Linked DNA regions of Nomascus leucogenys: region 1 is linked to region 2. Evidence: chromatin contacts called from public Hi-C data. All regions are on one chromosome and are shown on one strand. Each heading gives the region's core, a stretch centred on a gene start, on an enhancer-like site or on the middle of the called end of the contact. The rest is flanking DNA. Distances are from core to core; before and after follow the strand shown. Region 1 overlaps BPTF (nucleosome-remodeling factor subunit BPTF). Region 2 holds the start of AMZ2 (archaemetzincin-2).

Region 1 (6,110 bases), core at 3,551-6,050, 350 kb after region 2:
ACTCTGTCTCTACAAAAAAATACAATACAATGCTGTGTTCACGTAATTTTATTTAGAATGGAGAGTGACAGAAAAACATGCGAATCTAATCTGGTAATTTCTATTTTGGTAGGTCCTAATTTCAGAGCAAAGGATTGACAGGATAAAAGCAATAGTTAAGAAAGATTGGCCCACTTACATAATGAATGAAAACTGGCCTCTAAGTTATATGCTGAATATGTCTTGGCTTCTCAGATGGACTATAAATTCATGTATAAGAACCTTTTTTTATTATATGCTTCACTAATCTATACAAATAACATATTTTTAAGCACTTATTAAATAAAAGCAATCACGGAAAACTTAATTTCTATAAATTGGTAACATTACAATTAAAACCTCTGCGTACTATAAACTGCGTGAAAATTCTACATGGCTTTAAAACTATCATGAGGAGTCCACATATAATCTACCACAAAGGTACAGTTAAACTGAAATTATTTTAATCTCATTTTCATAAAAGATGTAAAATCTTTCAGATTTGTCAAAATTGTTGACACATATCACTATGTTTAAAGTTTCCTACTTGATTTTACATAGAAAAATACTCAAGATATCACAGCATGGAAAAAGATATCCTATTTGCCTGAAATCATCTTTAAAATCTGTGCACTTTATTATGCATCAAAAAAGGCAATTTGAATGACAACTATAGCTTTTAAAGCAAATAAACTGAAATGAACAGTTTTATTGACAAACATAACAAGTATTTTACTGTTCCACTAAGAAAAATAAAATACTTGATTTCCTCGACAATGTATCAAAAATTCACCCACAGGTATTTAAAAAGTCATCTGAGTCACCTGATTTCAAAGGTTTGCATTTATGTAACTATCAAATAGTACATATTTTGCTTCCCTGAATGTTGTTTCGTAGACTGATAGTGATATATTAGGAAACAGAACTTTTCTGAAATTGCCACTTAGTTTAGATTTTCTAAAAACGCCTTTATTTCAAATCTTTAAAGATTTCATAAATACTCACTGCAGATATAACAGAAACCATTACACTATCTTTCTCCCCAAGTTATAAGCACTGGTTTTAACAGCTAAAACAATGCAAGTTGCAGATTTCTCAAGAAGATGGTTTGAAAACTAGACTACAGTATAAAATAAGGTATTGAAAATACTCTTATAAAACACATTCTGAAAAAAATTCCAGGTTCTACCTCCTAAGAGCCACAGGGCCTTGGGCAAATCAAGGGTAAATTATTTAACCTCTTTGAGATTTAGTCTTTCATCTATAAGATGCAGACAAAAATGGTGCCTGCAAGGCAGGGCGTGGTGGCTCAGGCCTGTAACCCTATGATTTTGGGAGGCTGAAGTGGAAGGATTGCCTGAACCCAGGAGTTTGAGACCAGCCTGGCCAACACAGTGAGACCTCTTCAAAATAAAAAATAAAAAAATTAGCTGGGCATGGTGGCACATGCCTGTAGTCCCAGCTCCTAGGGGGGCTGAGGTGAGAGGATGGCCTGAGCCTAGGAGATTGAGGCTGCGGTGAGCCGTGATCATGCCACTGCACTCTAGCCTGGGTGACAGTGAGACCCTGTCTCCAAAAGTAATTAATTAATTAAAAATAAAATTAAAATTAAAAATATAGTACCTGCATTACTGGGCTGTTGGGAGGATTAATTTTAAAATACATAAAATGCTTAGGACACTGTGAGGCACACATGGAAGTGCTCAATAAATGTTGCTCTTGGCTGTTACTAACTTATCACAACTACTTCTATTTACAGGTCTCTGAAACTAAGACCTATACCACTGATTACTGTGTAATGAGCCTTAAAGATGTCAAGGTTTTTCTGTATGTGGACAAGACACCTTTGGTCTCTATCTGGCCAAAAAGGGCAGCACAGGGAAAGAAAGAGGCAGTGAGAGTGAATATCCAAAGGGTGAGGACAAGCAGCACAGGAAGGAAGGCACAGGAATGGGAGAATTGGAGCATGGACTAAATTTCACTTACTTCCTAATTTGTTCCCAGCCATCCTGATGACTATGAGCTCCTTTCAGGAGGGCACTTGAGATTGTGTGAACGTGACCTGCTAACTGCTGCATGTCTATACAGAGTACAAGCACCGGGCTCCCTGACAGGCAGCATGACTGAATTTCCACTTACAATGACAACACAGCAGTAAACTTTTTTTTTTTTTTTTTTTTTTGGAGACAGAGTCTCACTCCATCACCCAGGCTGGAGTACAGTGGCGCCATCTCAGCTCATTGCAACCTCCACCTCCTAGGTTCAAGCGATTCCTGTGCCTCAGCTTCCTGAGAGTAGTAAACTTTAAACTTTAAAAATGTGGTTACAGTTATTTCACCATTTGGAATGACCTTGCTGACAAAGGTTTCTGTGTTAACCACCTCAACAGCAAAATGTCAAAACAAAGACAAAAACAAAAAACGGCACAATGAATACCATGACTAGATGTTTGGGAGGTAAGGGAGCAAGAAAAGAAAAAAGTTACACATATTTTACACATATTTCTTAAAATATCTGATCCAAACCAAAAGATACAGAATATACATTTAAAACCTTATGTATTGTTTCTCATAGCAGTTTCTGGGTTAAGGTGACAGATTTCATTTTGTTCCCTCCTGAAACCTTCTTAAAACCATGCTAAAGAAATATTGTTAGGCTGGATGCAGCGGCTCACGCCTATAATCCCAGCACTTTGAGAGGCCGAGGAGGGCAGATAGCTCGAGCTCACAAGTTCGAGACCAGCCTGAGTAACATGGTGAAACCCTGTCTCTACAAAATATGCAAAAATTAGCCAGGCATGGTGGCACACACCTGTAGTCCCAGCTACTTGGTAGGCTGAAGCAGGAGGACTGCTTGAGCCCAGGAGGTTGAGACTGCAGTTAGCCGAGATAGTGCCACTGCACTCCAGAGCCTGGATGACAAAGGGAGATCTTGTCTTAAAAAAAAAAAAAAAAAAAAAAATTGCTGGCCAGGCACAGTGGCTCACACCTGTAATCCCAGCACTTTGGGAGGCTGAGGCAGGCAGATCACAAGGTCAGGAGATCAAGACCATCCTGGCTAACACGGTGAAACCCCGTCTCTACTAAAAATACAAAAAATTAGCCAGGCACGATGGCGGGCACCTGTAGTCCCAGCGACTCGGAGGCTGAGGCAGGAGAATGGTGTGAACCCGGGAGGCGGAGCTTGCAGTGAGCCAAGATTGTGCCATTGCACTCCAGCCTGGGCAACAGAGCAAGACGTCTCAAAAAAAAAAAAAAATTTGTTAAAGACAAACTCATAAGGATAAAGTAGGGGAGACATGATAACAAAAAAAAAAAATTCTGAAAGTAGATGAACAAGTGAGTACTGCCTCAGCAGACCCAAGAAAGCCTGATCTCAAACTAAAAAGAAAGGTGAAGTTGAGAACACAATCCTCAGGCTGGGCGCGGTGGCTCACGCCTGTAATCCCAGCACTTTGGGAGGCCGAGGCGGGCGGATCACAAGGTCAGGAGATCGAGACCACCCTGGCTAACACGGTGAAACCCTGTCTCTACTAAAAATACAAAAAAACTTGGCTGGGCGCGGTGGCGGGTGCCTGTAGTCTCAGCTACTCGGGAGGCTGAGACAGGAGAGTGGCCTGAACCCGGGAGGCGGAGCTTGCAGTGAACCCAGATAGCACCACTGCACTCCAGCCTGGGTGAAAGAGCAACACTCCACCTCAAAAAAAAAAAAAAAAAAGAGAGAGAATACAATCCTCAAAAAGCAATGATAACGAAGAGGGGTGTCTCTAGAATAGGGAACTGGCTGGAAGCTGTTTATGGAGCAGATTCCTAAACCATCTCTCTCCCCTCTTCAAGCTGCCAAAGGTCTAGTCTCTAGAGGAGGTAAACTGAGGCTCCCTGGACTGGGAGAAACCACGCTCAGTTGTGAACAAATGTACTGTACAGAAAACTGAGGATTTAAGTGACAATACACATAGTAAATGCTGTGTGCACAATAAATGAAGCTTTCTTCCACCACTCAGCCACCAGAATACCACCAGCAAGACCTTCATGCTTCAAGCAGGACACAGGAAAAGGCCCTTCCCTGCCATCGTTCCTCTAGAGCTTACTCTCGAGGACAGACCTCAAGATACTGACAAGAGGGATTTCCCCCAATAAAAGAGACAATGAAAATCATCCAATGGTTAAGTCAAAATTGATAAGGCCCACCCACTTGCCCAGAGCTTCCAACTGGCTACATAGTACCACAATGTTAAAGAGGAGCAGAAAATTAAGAATTAATAAACATCTGAATATGAAATAGAAAAACCAAAACAAAGAATAGGAAGAAGCAACTTAGAAGAAACAGACCATGCACAGAGGAGAGAAAAAAACCTGTCATTAATAGCCTCAGAAAGTTAAGACAAAATACTATATCCGAGACACAGAAACAGGATTTTACTATTTTTTTAAAGGAAGATTCTAAAAACAAAAGAGCTCTTAGATAGTAAAAATATGGTAGCAGAAAGGAAAAACTGGATAGTAGGGTTGGACGACCAAGATAAGGAAATCTTAAAAAACTGAACACATACACACAACCCAAAGAGAAAAAGAGACAAAGAGGAAAACTGGAGAGAAATGATAAGAAAGTCAGAAGACCAAAATAGGAAGTCCAACATTCAATAAAATCATAGCTCAAGATAAATACAAGACGGAAAAGAGGAAGTTGTCAAGAGAAGTTCTCAGAATCAAAGAAGACAATTGCCAGATTGAAAATGCCCACCAAAAATACCTCGTGGATGAAAGCAGCCCACACAAGGGCGTATCACTGTAAAACTGCAGAACACCATAGACAGTGAAGATTCTATAAGCTTCCAGCCACAAAGAATCAAGAATCATCGTGGATTCACACTTCTCGACAGTACACTGATAAAGTTTCTACTCTCCTTTCCATGCCCTGCTCTGACATTCATTTCATCCTACCAGATTTTTCCATTTGACCTAATTCTAAGAACTGGAAGACGGCTTTGAAGACTTCAGAAGCTGAAGACACAAAGTAGTCCATCCCTCTGACCATATATCTACAGGATGTCAGATACTCAGTCCACACTATAACCCTGCCTGATGCCCTGACTGAGGCAAACCCTGAGACTGTCTCCTGACCATGCCCACAGGCTTCCCAGAAGAGCTTCTCGAAAACCCTCGGGAACACCGAGGCCAGACTATGACCCTGAGTCTGTTGGGATCATCTCCTCCTGGGGGATTCCAACCAATGATGGCAGAGCTGACCTTTCCTTAGACAACTAGGTATTTTCTTGCTGTTCCATTTTACATACAGATACGGTAAAACCAAAAGAGAAGTAAAACAACCCTAACACCAAAGTTAGGGGTGGATGAGCTGAGCTAGGCTATAGGGGAACATAACCAAAAACAGGCCCACAGTGGTATTCCACCTAGAAACATTTTTTTTTTTTTTTGAGACAGAATCTGTCTCTGTCACCCAGGCTGGAATGCAGTGGTGTGATCTCAGCTCACTGCAGCCTCCGCCTCCCAGGTTCAAGCAATTCTCCTGTCTCAGCCTCCTGAGTAGCTGGGATTACAGGTGTGCGCCACCACACTTGGCTAAGTTTTGTATTTTCAGTAGAGGTGGGGTTTCACCATATTGGCCAGGCTGGTCTCAAACTCCCGACCTCAGGTGATCCACCCACCTTGGCCTCCCAAAGTGGTGGGATTACAGGCATTAGCTGCTGTGCCCAGTCCCAACTAGAAACATTCTATTTCCTATCCTAGGCATCAAAAACAACGGAATTTTGCTTCTTTCATATGTTTCCTTTACCTTCTTAAAAGCTGTTTTAATACACGTATTCCTTCAATTAAGAAATTATTTAACTGTATAACCATTAAGTTACAAAGGTTTATACCACATCAACAGCATAGCTCTGCTACATCAATCATGAAGGAAACTGGTTTAATTTTAAATGCATACAAAAAATTAAGACCAGATTTACTTACATTATGAGTCTTCGGTTCAAGAACCAGTATTTCCTCCGACTTCTATCATATCCGATAGGTTCATGTCGAATATATGGTTTATTTTTTTGGATTTCAGCAACACAGTCAGTCACACCAGGC
Region 2 (6,353 bases), core at 664-3,163:
AAAGAAAAGAAAAAAATTTAATTAAATTATTTATTTTTGTGACAAGGTCTCTTTCTGTCTCTTTCTGGAGTGCAATGGCATAATCATAGCTCACTGCAGCCTCAAACTCCTGGGCTCAAGGCATCCTCCTGCCTTAGCCTCCCAAAGTGTTGGGATTACAGGCATAAGCCACTGCAAGGCTAGATTTTTTCTTTCTTTGAAACAAGATTTGGCTCTGTCACCCAGGCTGGAGTGCAGCAAAACAAGGGGAGAAAAATGAATGCAATGGATATGTGTTTGCCAAAGTTTCAATCCTGTCCGGTGGAGACACTGCACTGGCACAAATTTTGAAGAGGAAAAAGAGGAGGTTGGGGGGGAGAGAGACAGCGAGCGAGTGTAGCCTGCAAAATGCAACAATGCAGTCTCCATTTTGAACAATGCGCCTCTTTCCTCTTGTAAATCTAGTTTTTTGCCACTTGATGTGCCGTCGCATTTCCCCTCTGTTTGCGGGGGAGGCGGGGTTGGGGGAGATCGGAGCAGGATGCACAGCACACGAGTGAGAAAGGGGGGAGGGCAGAGGAGGTGGGGAAGGAGTCTGCAGCAACCGGGCTGGGTGGGTACCTGGAGTGCTGCTGTAGGTACTATGGCTCCTGAAGCTGCTTTCTGTGCAGTAACTGGCGTCGTCGTCGTCGTCGTCTTCCATCTCCTCCGGATAATCGGAGTCATCGTCGTCCTCCTCCATCTCATCCTCCTCGTTGTCCTCAGACTCCTGGGTCTCCTCGAAGTCGCCGTCCTCTTCCTCCTAGCTCCCGTGGTCATCTTACACCACTTTGTTGACTACCCTCCGGGCCGCGGTGGTCCGGGACAGGTGGCTGCCGCCGCCCCCGCCTCCTCGCCCCTTCCACCCGGGCGCTGGTGCTTGGGGGACCAGCGGCAGCTTCCTCCGGCTACTGGTGCTCCCCCTGGGCGAGCTCAGCCACGTCTTGGAGGCTGCCTCAACCTAGGCGGCAGCCCATCTGCCCCTGCTGCTACCGCGGTGCCGCGAGCTGAGCACCCCCATGGGTCCGGACTTGGGCGGCCGCGGCGGCGGGGCCGGGATGCAGCGCTCTGCAGCGGCAGCCGCGGGCTGCTTGGGCTGCCTGCCCCGCCGGCCCCTAATGTTGGAGCCGAGGCGGGGGAGAAGGGAAAGCGGGGGAGAAGGGAAAGCGGAGGAGGAGGGACGGGCGCGGGTGGGGGAGCCCCGGGGCCGGGTGGGGACGCCTGCGAGGCCGCGCGGGAGGGGCCCGGTCGGCGGAAGCGGGTGGAGGGAGAAGGCTCATGCCGAATTGCTGGGGCCCCACTCAGGATCGGCTTCAGCCGCCCTCTTGTTTCATCCCTCTCCCGCAGCGCGGTCACGTGAGATGCGCCACAGACGACTGCACTCCAGCCTGGGTGACAAGAGTGAAACTCTGTCTCAAAAAAAAGAAATAATTAAAAGTGTAAAGGGAACACACATCATGAAAGAAGAATGAGCTATTTGGGGAACAATCCCAAAGAAAACTCAGGCCCAAAGGATGGGAAGTGCCTTTATACTGCCTTCTGTCTGGCAACTGTCAGGATCTTTGGTGAGATAGGACCCCCAAAGGTCTAGAGAATGTCCAGCCAGGCAAGTGGCAAGAGGCAAGCCAGACTGCTGCAAGCCTATCTGTGCTGTGCATGCACTAAGCTGCATCAAAATGATGCTTCCAGGAGGGCTGCATCACCCTGCAACTTGGAGCAAAGCCCAGTTTAGCCAAATGACCCTTCAGCAGACCCTTCCTAGAGTTACCTCTGTTGTTTGCAGAGTTAAGAAAATCAGCTGGTGTTGTATTGCCTTGCTTTTAAGATCAACTGTGAGCCGGGTGCAGTGGCTTACGCCTGTAATCCCAACACTTTGGGAAGACGAGGCAGGCGAATCACTTGAGGTCAGGAGTTCGAGACCAGCCTGACCAACATGGTGAAACGCCGTCTCTACTAAAAATACAAAAATTAACTGTGCGTGCTAGCACGTGCCTGTAATCCCAGCTACTCGGGAGGCTGAGGCAGGAGAATCGCTTGAACTCAGGAGGTGGAGGATCACGCCACTGCACTCCAGCCTGGGTGACAGAGCGAGACTCTGTCTCCAAAAACAAAAGGATCAACTGTGGGGTGGGGGCACAGATCAGTTTTCTGCAGAGAGCCATGATACTAAGCCAGAAAGATACATCAAGACTCGGGAAACTGTTCTGCAGTGCAGAGTCTGCAGAGAACAAGTATAGACTCACTGGATGGTCAGACAGGAAGGGATCTTGGGCGTCATCTTCCTAAACCTTTGTTTTCCATAAAAGGAAACAGAGGCTCAGAAAGGAGAAGTAATTTTCACTAGGCTGTACCCCAAGTTTGTGAAAGAGATGAGGCTCAGACTTGGTGTCTCCAGCCCTGAACCTGCAGCAGAGCTGGCTGAGAGCAAGCCTGTGCGAGTGGCCCAGCCTGCCCAGCCTGCCCTTTCTGTTTCCTCTCTTGGATGGAGCCCCTCCTCCTCCATCCACAGCCTTCTAAGAGCGGGGCACAATCAGGTGTGTGTAAGATGGGCAGGAGGCAGGATGGGTTTCCCTTATTAGTTGACATAATTACCCTGCATGGGAGTAGAATTATATGAGAATTTTATTTTTGTGTGTTGATGTGGTTTGGTTGTGTCCTCACCCAAATCTCACCTTGAATGGTAATAATCCCCATGTGTCAAGGGTGGAGCCAGGTGGAGATAATTGAATCATGGGGGGTTGGTTTCCCTGATACTGTTCTTGTGGTAGTGAATAAGTCTCAGGAGATCTGATGGCTATATAAAGGGCAGTTCCCCTGCATATGCTCTCTTGCCTGCCACCATGTAAGACGTGACGTTGCTTTTCGTTCGTCTTCCACCATGACTGTGAGGCCTCCCCAGCCCTGTGTAACTGTGAAGTCCATTAAATCTCTTTTTCTTTATAAATTACCCAGTCTCAGGTATTTCTTCAGAGCAGTATGAAAATGGACTAATGCAAATATACTGTCTTCAGGGGAAAATCAAATTCTGCTTATAAGACTTTACTTCAGGTTGCATTGTAATAAAATAATCTCTAATGGTAAAACTTTAAGCAGGTACATCCAAAGAACAAGAAGAGACAAGGAAGAGATACAAGCACCCCCCCTCCATGCCTCAGCCCAAACTTAGGCCACCCATCTAGCCTCTCAGCAAGCTAGCTCTAGTACAAGAACCCAAAAGGGAAGACTGGAAAGGGAAGAAGAGGACTAATCCATGCCTAGGAGGAGAAGCACCAGTCAGACAGCCTGCAGCAAGCCCACAGAGGATCTGGAAAAGAGCAAGGCTAATTTAGGCTCGGAACGTGACTCCGCCACCAGAAGCAGCTGTCACCCTGCTTATCCCCCTCCCGCCCTGCCTATCATTCACTCCCCCGGGTCCCTGCAAAAACCTCCTGCCTGTACGACAGGACCTGTTGGCTCCTAAGTGAGGGAGCAGCTCCTCTTCCCTTGGTGATGCCTCTGTGGGCTCTCTAACCAACCATATGTTTGAGCATGCCACACAGCCCTGCAAAAAAAAAGACAGTAAGGCTTGTTCCTTGGGGACCCTGGTGTCAGTGAGGGTGAAACTTCCCGCCTGAGGAAGGAGGTGAATGTGAACTGCCCCATCCTACACAAATGATCTGGGGAAAGCAGAGGAGACTCCACTGAACCCTTGGATCAATTAGCCTGAAATTAAATTTAAAGGGCAATGACATGGAAATGAAGGACAGTCATTCCACTAAGAAGAGCAGATGCGGCACTGTGGTTAGGAGCACGGCCTCTGGTGTCCGACAGACCTGGACTATCTCTCAGTCCAGGCCGCCACTTTCTGTTCATGTGACTTCATGTAAATTACTCAGCTCTCCAAACTCCAGGTTCCTTATCTATAAAACAGGATAATAACAGCTACCTCAAGGAGTTACTGGATTAAAAGATAGTGCATTAAAAGTACCCAGTTCTATGTCTGCATGTGGTAGGTGCCTCATAAATGTTACTTCCTTTCTTCACCCTGGGCCAGATACCAGTGAAGATATGAAGAATAAAAAACGGTGATTGCAGAGAAAAGTTATATACTAAGGGAAAACCCTGAAGACCCACATGAGGATGTGACCAGACAGGTCAAAAAGAAGGAACAGCAACAGGGCTGAAAAAATCTTACCTCATTTCATTCTAGGACTCCAGAGTCTTGGAGTTTCAGGAATCCCTTGGCTCCTCTTCCCCTCAAACCCATTTTTTCCACCCGGGCATGTCTGTCTGTGTCTTTCTGCGAACTGATCTACCCAGGCACCAAGACCTACTCCAGCCAAGCAAGAAGCCCCTGGCCCAGAAGGTGGTTGACTTGGTCTCTGCTCCATCCCTGCTGGGGATCCCCTTACCTTGTACCAAAACCCTTGCCTGAATCCTGACACCTGGTTGCCCAAGCCCTTGGTCTGAGCCCCTGAAGCGTCTTTTGTTCTCCAGGCTCCAAGTGTGCATTCCAGGCAGCTCTCAGCTGACCTGGCCTGGGCCCTCTTTGACCAGACCTTGGACACTCATTTCTCCCTGTCTCAGCTGACCTCTCTGATTTCTGACCTGCCAGGTCTTCAGTCTTCATCCTATCTGCCTAGATTCTCACTCTTCTTCCCTCCTTGACAGGTCTATCCCATTCTTGCCTGAGACCCAGGATAACAAGTAGCAACTCAAAGACCAACTGGAATCCAATGATGACCACTGCGAGGTAGGAGTTTAAGAAAAGAAAAGCTCTGAGTTATCTCTCGTGTAAGGAATAGCACTGGCTGAAGCAATTACTCTGGAAGGCAATTTGGCAATATCTAGGAAAGCCAAGGATGTGCACACCCCATCACTCAGAAGATTCGTTTGTACTGGTCAGGGTAGGCTAGGACAGTGATACTGCAGTTAAAAACAACTAACAGGCCCGGCGCGGTGGCTCACGCCTGTAATTCCAGCATTTTGTGAGGCCGAGGTAGGCAGATCACGAGGTCAGGAGATCGAGAACATCCTGGCTAACATGGTGAAACCCCATCTCTACTAAAAATACAAAAAAAAAAAAAAAAAAAAAAAAGCCAAGCATGGTGGCGCGTGCCTGTAATCCCAGCTACTTGGGAGGCTGAGGCAAGAGAATCTCTTGAACCCAGGAGGCAGAGGTTGCAGTGAGCCGAGATCATGTGCCACTGCACTCCAGCCTTCGTGACAGAGCAAGACTCCATCTCAAAAAACAAAGAAACAAAAAACTCACAAATAATCAGCAGTGTAAGACAACGAAAGTTTATTTCTGCCTCATGCTGCTCGTCTCTCACAGCTCAGCTGGAGTGTCTGTTTCACACTGTCCTCATGCAGGGACACAGGCTGATGGAGGCTCATTTTCTGCAACTTCAACAGTGACCATAGTAGGGAGAAGAAAAGGGCAAGTACATACAGGATCTGGGAGGCTAATGCTCACATTCATTGGCCAAAGCAAGTCATATGGATGCTTCTATCTTCAAGGGCATGGAGAAATGCAACCCGAGGCACTCACCATGGGTTTCCCAGACAGCAAGCTGGTTAGTACTGGGGAGATTTTCCCTTTTCCCAGCTACAGGGGCAGTGCCCAGCTCATCTTCCTGCACTAGTATCTTCTTCCTCCCCCATCAGAGATGACTGTAACATCCCATAAGGCTCAAGGTCCTTAGACAAATCTGATAAGCCCAGCACCCCAAATCCAGACTGCATCTTGTGTCTCCCCTCAATAAAGCCACACTCTTATACTTTCCCTACAGAAAGGGACACTGCAGTGTGGAAGAAGCTTTCCACTGGAATGAACCCCCAGCCCTGAGGGCAGGTGGTCTGGCCTCGATATCTCCGAGAGACTGCATGCATCAAGCTTTGCTAACCCTGGTCTTGTGACTTTGTCCTTTTATAAAACAGCACCCATTTCTTTGCACATGTCTTGTGACATCGTAGAATTCATTCAACGCTTTGCATGACCAATGTCAGACCTGAGCGACCCATCTAGCACAATAGCTAAGAAAAGAATCAGAAATACTGGTGAAGAGCAATAATGATTCACACAGTCTAATCTTATTCAAAACCCAATATTTGGTCTACTCTTATTCCTGGATGCAAATATACTCTTCCTTTCTCAAAGGAGATAACTCAAAGGCCCCATCCCAACATAGCATTAAGCTCAAACCCCAAGATATCAATTTTTCACAGTAATTTTTACATCAAAGTGATGAGTAGTTATCTCTAGATCTTGGGTCAATATCTCTTTATTAGAAGACTAAAAATAAGCTGTCTTTGCCAATGTACCAATGTTTAATATTGAAATACGGGACAAGAAA

What was found. A called contact is a pair of places that touch in the nucleus more often than the background predicts.
Region 1: a Hi-C map of a lymphoblastoid cell line shows a contact between it and region 2, with 12 times the contacts expected there. The contact joins the enhancer-like site here to the promoter of AMZ2 in region 2. A contact is called at or near these places in 2 of 4 Hi-C or Micro-C datasets (a lymphoblastoid cell line and an unstated tissue).

Annotation. Positions count from the first base shown.
Region 1 is chr14:56,099,996-56,106,105 of Asia_NLE_v1, forward strand. BPTF (nucleosome-remodeling factor subunit BPTF) reads right to left here. Exons shown (of 31, transcript XM_030827057.1): 2 at 5,991-6,110. Among named protein-coding and RNA genes, the nearest start is that of BPTF, 32 kb to the right of the region's middle. Within about 2 kb of position 4,801, the one cell type or tissue checked has an H3K27ac peak away from gene starts, as active enhancers do. A contact at or near this core is called in a lymphoblastoid cell line, where this site is marked.
Region 2 is chr14:55,754,042-55,760,394 of Asia_NLE_v1, forward strand. AMZ2 (archaemetzincin-2) reads right to left here and starts at 1,914. Exons shown (of 7, transcript XM_030828419.1): 1 at 601-1,914. The coding sequence starts at 798.